Linked DNA regions of Mus musculus: region 2 is linked to region 1. Evidence: chromatin contacts called from public Hi-C data. All regions are on one chromosome and are shown on one strand. Each heading gives the region's core, a stretch centred on a gene start, on an enhancer-like site or on the middle of the called end of the contact. The rest is flanking DNA. Distances are from core to core; before and after follow the strand shown. Region 1 overlaps Arhgap29 (Rho GTPase activating protein 29). Region 2 overlaps Abca4 (ATP-binding cassette, sub-family A (ABC1), member 4).

Region 1 (4,548 bases), core at 1,245-3,744:
CAAACAACTGGAAAAAAGGCGGAGGTTGGAAGAAGAGGCTCTTCAAAAAGTAATATTTTTGTTATTTGAAACTTGAACTAGTAATACTCTGCTAAGGATCTGACTCTCAAACTTTATTAGGAGTCAGGATCGCCAGGAAAGCATATTTAGGTTGTTGGCCCTTGCCCACTGAGTTTCTTCTGTAGTTGGTCAGACAGGACTCTGACATCACTTCTATCAAGTCCCAGGTGGCAGCAGCGGTTAAAATCCACACTTGAAGAACCACTGTTTTGGCAAGCGGAGGAGTTTGTTAGAGTTATCTTAGGAGAGTGCTTTCTCATTTTTGAATTGGTTATTTATAAAGTCTACTTTTTAGGCAAGTCTCTGTGTTATATACCTGTTGAACCATAATAAGCTTTGTATCATTTATGAAATATAATTTGACAAATTCTGTTAAAAATGGAGACTACTACTTATGCAGACACTATAGTATTTGTAAATAGCCCCCATCAATTACAATCTGGTATTCTTAAATTGCTAACTAAACTGCTGTTTATCTTTAAATTATTTTACTTAATGCATTTCATAGTATTGTATTGAAAATTAAAATATTTCAGATTTTTTTCATAGGTTTCCCATTTTTTGAAACATTGCTTTAATTACAGTAAGTTTTAAGTATAAATTTAGTGATTAGTGTTATTTCTGTGGTGTCCTTGAAGGTAGAAGAAGCAAACGAACACTACAAAGTCTGTGTAACAAATGTTGAAGAAAGACGGAATGATCTAGAAAATACAAAGAGGGAAATTTTAACACAGCTTCGGACACTTGTTTTCCAGTGTGACCTTACACTTAAAGCTGTAAGTACTTTCTTCATAGTTAAAGGCACAGGAGAAAGTCTTGAGATCTGATTAGTTAGATGGTTGAGACTTTGAAACTCTGAGACACAAAGAACATATGGATGGACTCTAAGTTTCTAATAGTGATCCATAATTTGAGCTATCTTTTTTTCTATTTCTTTCTTCCCTCCCTTCCCTTCTTTCTTTACTTTTCCTTTCTCCTCCCTTTCCCCTCTGTCCTTCCCTCCATCCACCCTCCCCCTCGTTTCAAGACAAGATCTGCTGTGAAGGCTAGGCTGGCTTTCAGCTCATAACTCTTCTGTCCTAACTTCTGAGTGTTGGGATTACATGCATGCTAAAGTAACTTTTATTTACCTGATATATTATGCCTCTGTCTTCTAGCCTAGGCCTAGGCCTGGAAGCTTCTAGCCCCATACAATCTTATCTAGACCTAGAATGTTCTCAGCTTCTGAGACTTGCTGCTGAATAAGCTCACCCTTTCTGGTTCTTTCTGAAGTCTAGCTGGCTGGTTCTGCTCAGCTGTTCTGACTCAAACTCCTCTCCAAGCTATCAATCTGGTTCTCTTTCAGATTCTGCTTGGCCTCATACTAACTTTGGCAATATGTTCTAATCTTCTGGCTCCTTCTCATTCTCTGGCTTGTTCTGTCTTTGCCTATGTCTAGCTTGTTTTCTCTGTATAACCTCTTTCTGTACAACTGCCCTGGTAAAACTGCCCCTCCCTTGTTCTTTCTCTGCTCTCTTCTATAGATCCTCCTGTCTGTTCTCATGAGAGTTGGGCATGTCCTATTCTGTCAAATCTTTCTCTGATTCGTCATTTTTTCTGCCACTCAATTAGACATCACTTTCAAACATGACTGCATCCCTGTACAAACTAACTTTACCTTCATTGATTGGGATTAAAGGTGTGTACAAAGGGTGTGTCCGTATCTGGCCAGAGGGATTAAAGGTCTGTGTTAAGGCTGAGCCACACCACAACTAGAAATCGGTTTTTTTGAGTAAATAACACAGTCTCAGGATTCACAATGTGATCAAATATCCTGCAACGTGTTTGTATCACTATGCCTTGTTTTGTTGTTGTTGTTGTTGGGTTTTTTGGGTTTTTTTTTTTTTTTAGTTACTTTTGTTCTTTCTCTTCACTGTATACCCTGAGTTGATGATTTATTTGGCTAAAATTTAAATGTGAGCATTGGTAATTGATTACCTTTCTTGCCTTAGTTGGTAAAGCTGATTTAAACCCCAAACATCTGACATTGCTGTGAGATAGTTTTTTGGAATTTAAGTTTTAAAAAAGATGGTAAAATTGAACTGAGTGATTTATGAAAAAATAAGACATCCCGTGTCCCATTTTCATTCGTGTCTTTAAGAATTCTGTAGAGTTTATATTCAACAGGCCCTTTTGGCATGCAACTAACAATTTAAAAAGTAGATATCAATCCCTGTAACTGCTGCACCTTTGGGAGTCAAGAAATCTAATCTGTGTTGCCCTTCTGTTGTCAGTCGCCAGTGGTCTCTGTCCTGTTAATTAGCTGTAGAGATGCTAACATACGCGTTTCTGATGTAAATGTTCCCTCCTTTTCCAAAGTGACTCATAATGGACTCATAGCACACAGCCTTTTGAGACAGGCTGCTTTAACCCCTAATTCCTTTGAGATTCATCAGTGTGGTGCCTGTGTCCGTAGCTCCATTCTCTGTCTTGGTAGATGACAGCCCACTGTGCTAGTGTGTCAGTGTTTGTCCATTCACCAGGTGGACACAGTGTTATTCATAGTTTGGGTCATTATGAATGAAGCTGCAAGAGGAGCTGTTGACAGGTTTTGTTGAACATAGATTTCATATTTATAGGAACATATGGGAGTGTGCATGTCAGATGCATCTTTAGCTCAGTAAGAAACTATAAGAGTTCTCCAGAGTTGCTCTGATCAGCGTGAGAGCTCTAGCTCAGTGTCCTTTCATTATGACACGCTTAGCTTCTCTAATAGATGTGTGGTAAAGATCTAATTATGGTTTTCATTTGTTTTCCAGAATAAGGGGAGAGGGGAGTGATGTAATTACATTTCAATTAGAACTTTAAAAATAACATTGAAAATAGTTTCAAGGGCTTATTTACAATTTGACTATTTTAAATTTTTCATTGTGTGGTTTGTTTTTGTTTTGTTTTTGTTTTCTTATGATTGAATTTGCTTGTATTCTGTCTCATTTCAGAATTTTTCTTCTATACTTTAGCAATGTCTTGTAGGGGAAAGTTCAGGTCTATCGTACTCTCGTTTTGGTCATGCTCTTGATGTTATGTCTGTAAGAGTTTCACTGAACCCGAGGTCATAGAGTTTTCCCCTTTGTTTTGTGCTAAATTGTATAGTTTGACACTTGCGTATGTGGTCTGTATTGAGTTCATTTTTGTGTAAGGTGTGGATTGAAGCTGGGGTTTGTATTTTGCTTTGTTTTGTTTTGCATATGGATACCAAGTACCAGCACAAAGAGCCGTGCCAGAGAATTCATTACTTAACATTTCCCAATAGATTATACAAGGAAATGATAGCTTTGGCAGGCAGAAAACACGAGTGATCAGATTAACTAAGTATAAGAGTCTTTATTAGAAATTGTAGTGGGACACACCTGTAATTCTAGCATTTGGGCGATCAAAATTCAAGGCTATCCATGGCAATATAGCAAGTTTGAGGCCAGGCCTGGACGATTTGGGACTCTTAAGAAAGGCAAAGTGAGCAGGGACTATAGACCATTAGGGTTGGCTACTTTGCACAGTGAGCTTTGGGAATGAGGACATGTGTCTTTCAGCCTTATTCTTGGTTTATTTGGGGCAGGGGACATTGGCCTACTGTAGGAGATACATTGGCTTGGGCTATAAAGCTGAGACGTGGTAGTTTTGTGTATGAAGATGCCATGCTCTCCAGGCTCATGTCTTATCAAGGGCAGTTTCTCCCTGGCTAGCTTTTTAAAAATACCGTTAAAAAAGAAACGGGACTAAAAAGATGTCTCTGGTTAAGAGCACTGGCAGCTCTTCCAAAGGTTCTGAGTTCTACTCCCAGCAACAGCATGATAACCATCTGTAAACCATCGGTAATGGGTTTTGATTCCCTCTTCTGGTGTGCATGAAGACAGAAAACACACTCACACACCTTTTTAAAAAATAAAAAGCCGGGCGGTGGTGGCGCACACCTTTAATCCCAGCACTTGGGAGGCAGAGGCAGGCAGATTTCTGAGTTCGAGGCCAGCCTGGTCTACAAAGTGAGTTTCAGGTCAGCCAGGGCTACACAGAGATACCCTGTCTCGAAAAACCAAAACAAAACAAAACAAAAAGAATCATAGTCAATTTTTGCATGAACTTTTATTTTGGAGTCTTGGTAAATCTGTAGATTTCTCCCGGTTCTCATTGTAGAAAATTAAGCTATTTTTGCACTAAGGGCAGTTGTGTGTCTTTTTCCTTTTACAGTTCTTTTGCTTATATTTTATATATCTTCATAGTTTCCTATAAGGCTGTCAGTTAAATAAAATTCATGAGAGAAAATTCCCACATCAGGCTCTGTCTTGAAAGCATTGAGTCCTTTATTGTTTAAGTGGGGACGGAGCTGTGAAGGCTTTGCAGGTGCCCTGCATTTATTTAAGACATTGCCTCCCTGTGTTTGCTGAGCGCTTTGTCTGTGATTCTATATCATGGACTTTATTTTCCAGTTCCCCTTCCTTCCTCTCTTCTCCC
Region 2 (4,548 bases), core at 1,160-3,659, 83 kb after region 1:
TGACTGAAGATGCTGAGAACGTGTCTGTGTTTGGGCACACAAGGGAATTACAGCTAAGACCCTTAAGCTGTACGAGGTAGAAAGCTCACTCCCATATTGCAAAATTAGGAGAGCAGCAGAATTCAGTCATGAGGGAGACCCCATGTCATTGTAACCCAGTATATACTGAGCTACAGAGCTCAGGGCGACAGGTAGAAAATCATAACACAGATGTGACTGCACATCTGGGGTCCAGCACAGTGTCAGCTAACTCCCAGGACTCTGAGCTGCTACTTCAGCCTAGCCTCAGCACTGGCCAGGTATTTCTTCCTTCTGAGGACAGGCAGGTGCAGAAAGCCATGCTGGTTTCTGGTGTTGTCACTGACCTTGGCTCTTTTCATAAACCTCCTCAGCACTGGCTCTTGAGTGTGAGACCAGTGGTAGAGGCCGAGTCCTGGGCCACCTGCTGACACACACAGGCATCCCCTAGTGACCCAGACACTGCTTTCTGGCTACTGTCTAACAATTTGGGGTTGTTTCTAGGGACCATTCCTTCCACGTTTGTGAAATTGACAGTAAGACCCATGTGACACCTGTCATGGGATTGCAGTGGCATTTGTATTAGAGAAAAGATGGGAAACACACTTTGAAACCAAAGATGTTTTGCTTATTCCAAAGTGAAAGGGTGGGCTGGGGTGGGTAGTTCAGTCAGTGTCTTAGTCAGTAAAGTAGTTGGCCTACACATACAAGGGTTTGTGTTCAATACTTAGAACCTATGTGGAAAAGCCAGATGTGGTAGAGCATGCTTATAGATCCCTGCACTAGGGAGGCAAAGGAAAGTGTATTCCTAGGCCTCACTGGCCAGCCAGCCTAGCATACTTAGTAAGCTCTGTGCCAGTTAGAGACCATGTCTCAAAGTTCAAAATTGAATAAATTCACTCATTCATTCATTAAAGGTTGAATGGTGCCTGAGAAATGGCCCCTGAAGTTGTCCTCTGGCCTGTACATATGTACACACACACATACACATGTCACACATACACACATACACTACAGACACACATACACATACCACAAACATACATATACTATGGACACACATACACATACCACACACACACACAGACATATACACAAATACATACACCACATACACCACACACACACACACCATGCACACAGAGACATGCATACATATACCTTCCACATATATACATCACACACAGAGACACACATATACACACACCACACATACATACATATACTACAGATACACATACACATATATACAACAAACACAACCATATATACGTACACCACACAGCACACACACACACACACACCTACCATATGCACATACACACAGCACACACCACACACATACACACCACACACACAGACACATATGTACACATACATAAATTATATACACCCACATACACAAAAAGAGATACATACACATACCATATACACATCATATACACAAACACACACACAGACACATGCATACCACACACACACACGTATACATCACACACGCATACATATACCACATACAGAGACACACATATACCATATACACATACAAACACACAGCACACACACATACACACAGCACACACACATACACATAGCAAACACACATGCATATAGCACACACACAGACACACAGCACACACACAGACACACATACATATATCACACACAAAGACACACATATACCATATATACGTACAAACACACAGCACACACACACACATACAGAGGAAGAGGGGGTGACAGGTGATGGGGGAGAATACACTATGCTTTGCAGCGGCCCCTCTCTCCTTCCTCAGACCCCAGCATTGGAGGAAGGTCTATCTCACAGAATAACCTTTCCCTGCTGCCCGCTCTGGATTCCAAGCTCAGTTTTGCTTTCATCAGAAACAGACAGCCGGGCGTGGTGGTGCACGCCTTTAATCCCAGCACTTGGGAGGCAGAGGCAGGTGGATTTCTGAGTTCGAGGCCAGCCTGGTCTACAAAGTGAGTTTCAGGACAGCCAGGGCTGAACAGAGAAACCCTGTCTCGAAAAACCAATAAAAAAAAAGAAGAAGAAACAGACACTGGGGCAGAAGTTGTCAGGAGGGAAGGAGGCCTAGTTTCTGTCGCACTAAGGAAAGTCCCGTAACTTGACTGTTCACATAATCCAGAGCCCACCCTCTGCCTTAGACCTTCAGACACTGTTCCTCCCAGTGTAGGCAGACAGCACGTCTGGATGACCTCTCCCAGTGGAAACAGTTGGCATGTCCCTCACCCCTCATGTAACTGAGTCTGAATTCTCCACTCATGACGCATTTCCTAGCACGCAGGGCGCCTCTCCTGGTTGCCCCCTCAGCACCAAAGCAGTTTCCTCTCTTTTTATCCAATGCTTAACAACTGTCAGGCTGCAACAAACATGCTTTAAATCCACAGTCATCCAGTTGCCTAGCAACAACTTCCCTCCCGGATAAACCTGGGCTTCCTGTAGCAGCTCCTGGGAAAGGAACCTAGCACGCAGGGCTGCCTGCCCAGTGTCCACAGCCTCACTGGCTCTTAACTTCTGTTCTAGATGCTTTCGAGACAAGTTACGCATCCCCGAGTCCAGAATCTTCCACTGTCTCCCAGAGGCCATGTTATCCTCACGAAGACACTTTAACCTGATCCTACCTAACTACCCACTCATTGGGTATATGTTCAGCTTAGAAATGAATATTGTTTCCAGATCAGCTCCTTTGAGTTAGAGGGGGAAAAAAAAACTATTAATCATAGGCAAATCCTTTCCTGTGCTGATGAAGTGATAGCCACTGAATCAGTGACTATCATCGAGATGTTTAAGGAGCTGGTACACTTCATTTCACACTGGAAAACAGAAAGCAGATCCAAGGGGAAGGAATAGACTTTGTCTTTCAAGAATCTTAACAGAGGTCTTTAGGAGCCCCAAGTGAGGTCCTTACATCACTTTCTTAAGTAGAGCTTCACTGCCCAGGAACCACTCAGACCAACCACAATTAATAGAGATAGCAACCCTATCTGTAGATCCAGTAGTCCGTAAGAAGTCTAATTAGACCTTGATCTCAAGTTATCAGTGCCAACCCCAATGATGACACAGAGTTATTTGTCATTTGAAATATTAAGAGAACTTGCATATATAGGTGTCTGGGACATATGTAATAGTAGTATTTGCCACTTTGGTCCTTGACCCCTTTTCTGGAAGTGTTTCCATTCAAGTAAAGTTACAGCCTGGTTCTTTTGGCAGGAGCAGGTCTTATGAATTGGAATTGATAACGGGGAGAGAATTCAAGGAAGAGTGAGCCCTGAGGAAGTTATCTTGTAATTTATAGCCACATGGTTAAGAAGCTGGTGGGTGGATTCAGAGGGAGGCTTGCTGGGAGCCAGCTCGTTCTGAGATGTAAATGGCTTCTCCAAAACATGTGTGCCTTAGCATTTATCGTCCCGTGGAAAATAACTAGGAAGGAGAATGCAGGCGGGCCACTAAGCACACACCAGACCATTGCTTCTCAACCTTCCTAATGCTGTGACCCTTTAATATGGTTCCTCACGCTGTGGTGACCCCAACCATAAAATTATTTCATTGCTCCTTCATAACTGTAATCTTTCTACTGTGATGAATCGCAATGTAAATATCTGATATTCAGGGTGTCTGATCTGTGACCCCTGTGAACCTCCCCTTTGGAGGTCAAATGACACGTGCTTAGCAAATGTATGATTGGTGGATTATTATCCAAATGATTAGCAAGATTAAGAAAAGAAAGTGTTGACCAGACACAAAAATGCATCTCACGCCCTGGCCCCAGGCTCCTGCTCCTCCAGATCCTAATCTCGTTTTTACCAGGTTCTCTATCCAGGCTGATCGATGTCTGGCTTCCCATTCCTCTCTCCACCTGGTTGCAGAGTCCCCAACCCATTCTGTGCACAAGATACTGCCCTCAACTCATCCTTACAATCATCTCAGACCCTTGTCAACTCAAGGGTCACCTTCCCAATAGGAGTAGAACAGTCTACTGCCTCCCTGGCAGAGATACTGCTCACAGGACCCAAAATCTCAGGAGATCCTATCTCTTCTCTACAACACGCATTCATGGTTTTTCCCTTCCTCTGGGAGTCTTGTCTGGTGTCACTGAACCAGCAATCAGAATTACTCTGCTGTATTTTCTGTTACCATGAGTCTGTCTGTTATTGACTGGCTCAGCAGGGAAACTTGGAATAGGAGCCTTTGATTTTTCTGGATCAGGTTAAAGAATTTTGTTTCCGAAAGTGACATTATAGAACTACAGTTGTAGAGGAAAGTGTAGCTTGCGAACATGTACAAAATCAGATAGTACTTGTGTGTATGTGTGTGTGTCTCTGTGTGTATATATGTGTGTATATGTGAGTGTGTGTGCATGTGTGTATGTATATGTGTGTCTGTGTGTGTATGTATGTGTTTATATGTGAGTGTGTGTGTCTGTGTGTGTATATATGTGTGTATATGTGTGTGCGTGTGTATGTATATGTGTGCCTGTATGTGTGTGTGTATGTGTATGTAGAACA

The links. A called contact is a pair of places that touch in the nucleus more often than the background predicts.
Region 2: a contact with region 1 is called in a Hi-C map of embryonic fibroblasts, with 2.0 times the contacts expected there. The contact joins two enhancer-like sites. A contact is called at or near these places in 3 of 39 promoter capture datasets (3T3-L1-derived adipocytes, maxillary cranial neural crest and second pharyngeal arch cranial neural crest), 2 of 484 Hi-C or Micro-C datasets (embryonic fibroblasts and nephron progenitors), 8 of 115 datasets of contacts at active chromatin or transcription factors (the NIH/3T3 cell line, embryonic fibroblasts, embryonic stem cells and 3 more) and 3 of 9 other capture datasets (adipose tissue, liver and pancreatic islet).

What each region holds. Positions count from the first base shown.
Region 1 is chr3:121,992,882-121,997,429 of GRCm38.p6, forward strand. It overlaps Arhgap29 (Rho GTPase activating protein 29), which reads left to right. Exons shown (of 23, transcript NM_001356524.1): 11 at 1-49; 12 at 699-836. Among named protein-coding and RNA genes, the nearest start is that of Arhgap29, 27 kb to the left of the region's middle. Within about 2 kb of position 2,495, at least 12 of the 459 cell types and tissues checked have an H3K27ac peak or open chromatin away from gene starts, as enhancers often do. A contact at or near this core is called in embryonic fibroblasts, where this site is marked.
Region 2 is chr3:122,075,987-122,080,534 of GRCm38.p6, forward strand. All of the region lies in intron 6 of Abca4 (ATP-binding cassette, sub-family A (ABC1), member 4), which reads left to right. Among named protein-coding and RNA genes, the nearest start is that of Abca4, 34 kb to the left of the region's middle. Within about 2 kb of position 2,410, at least 73 of the 459 cell types and tissues checked have an H3K27ac peak or open chromatin away from gene starts, as enhancers often do. A contact at or near this core is called in embryonic fibroblasts, where this site is marked.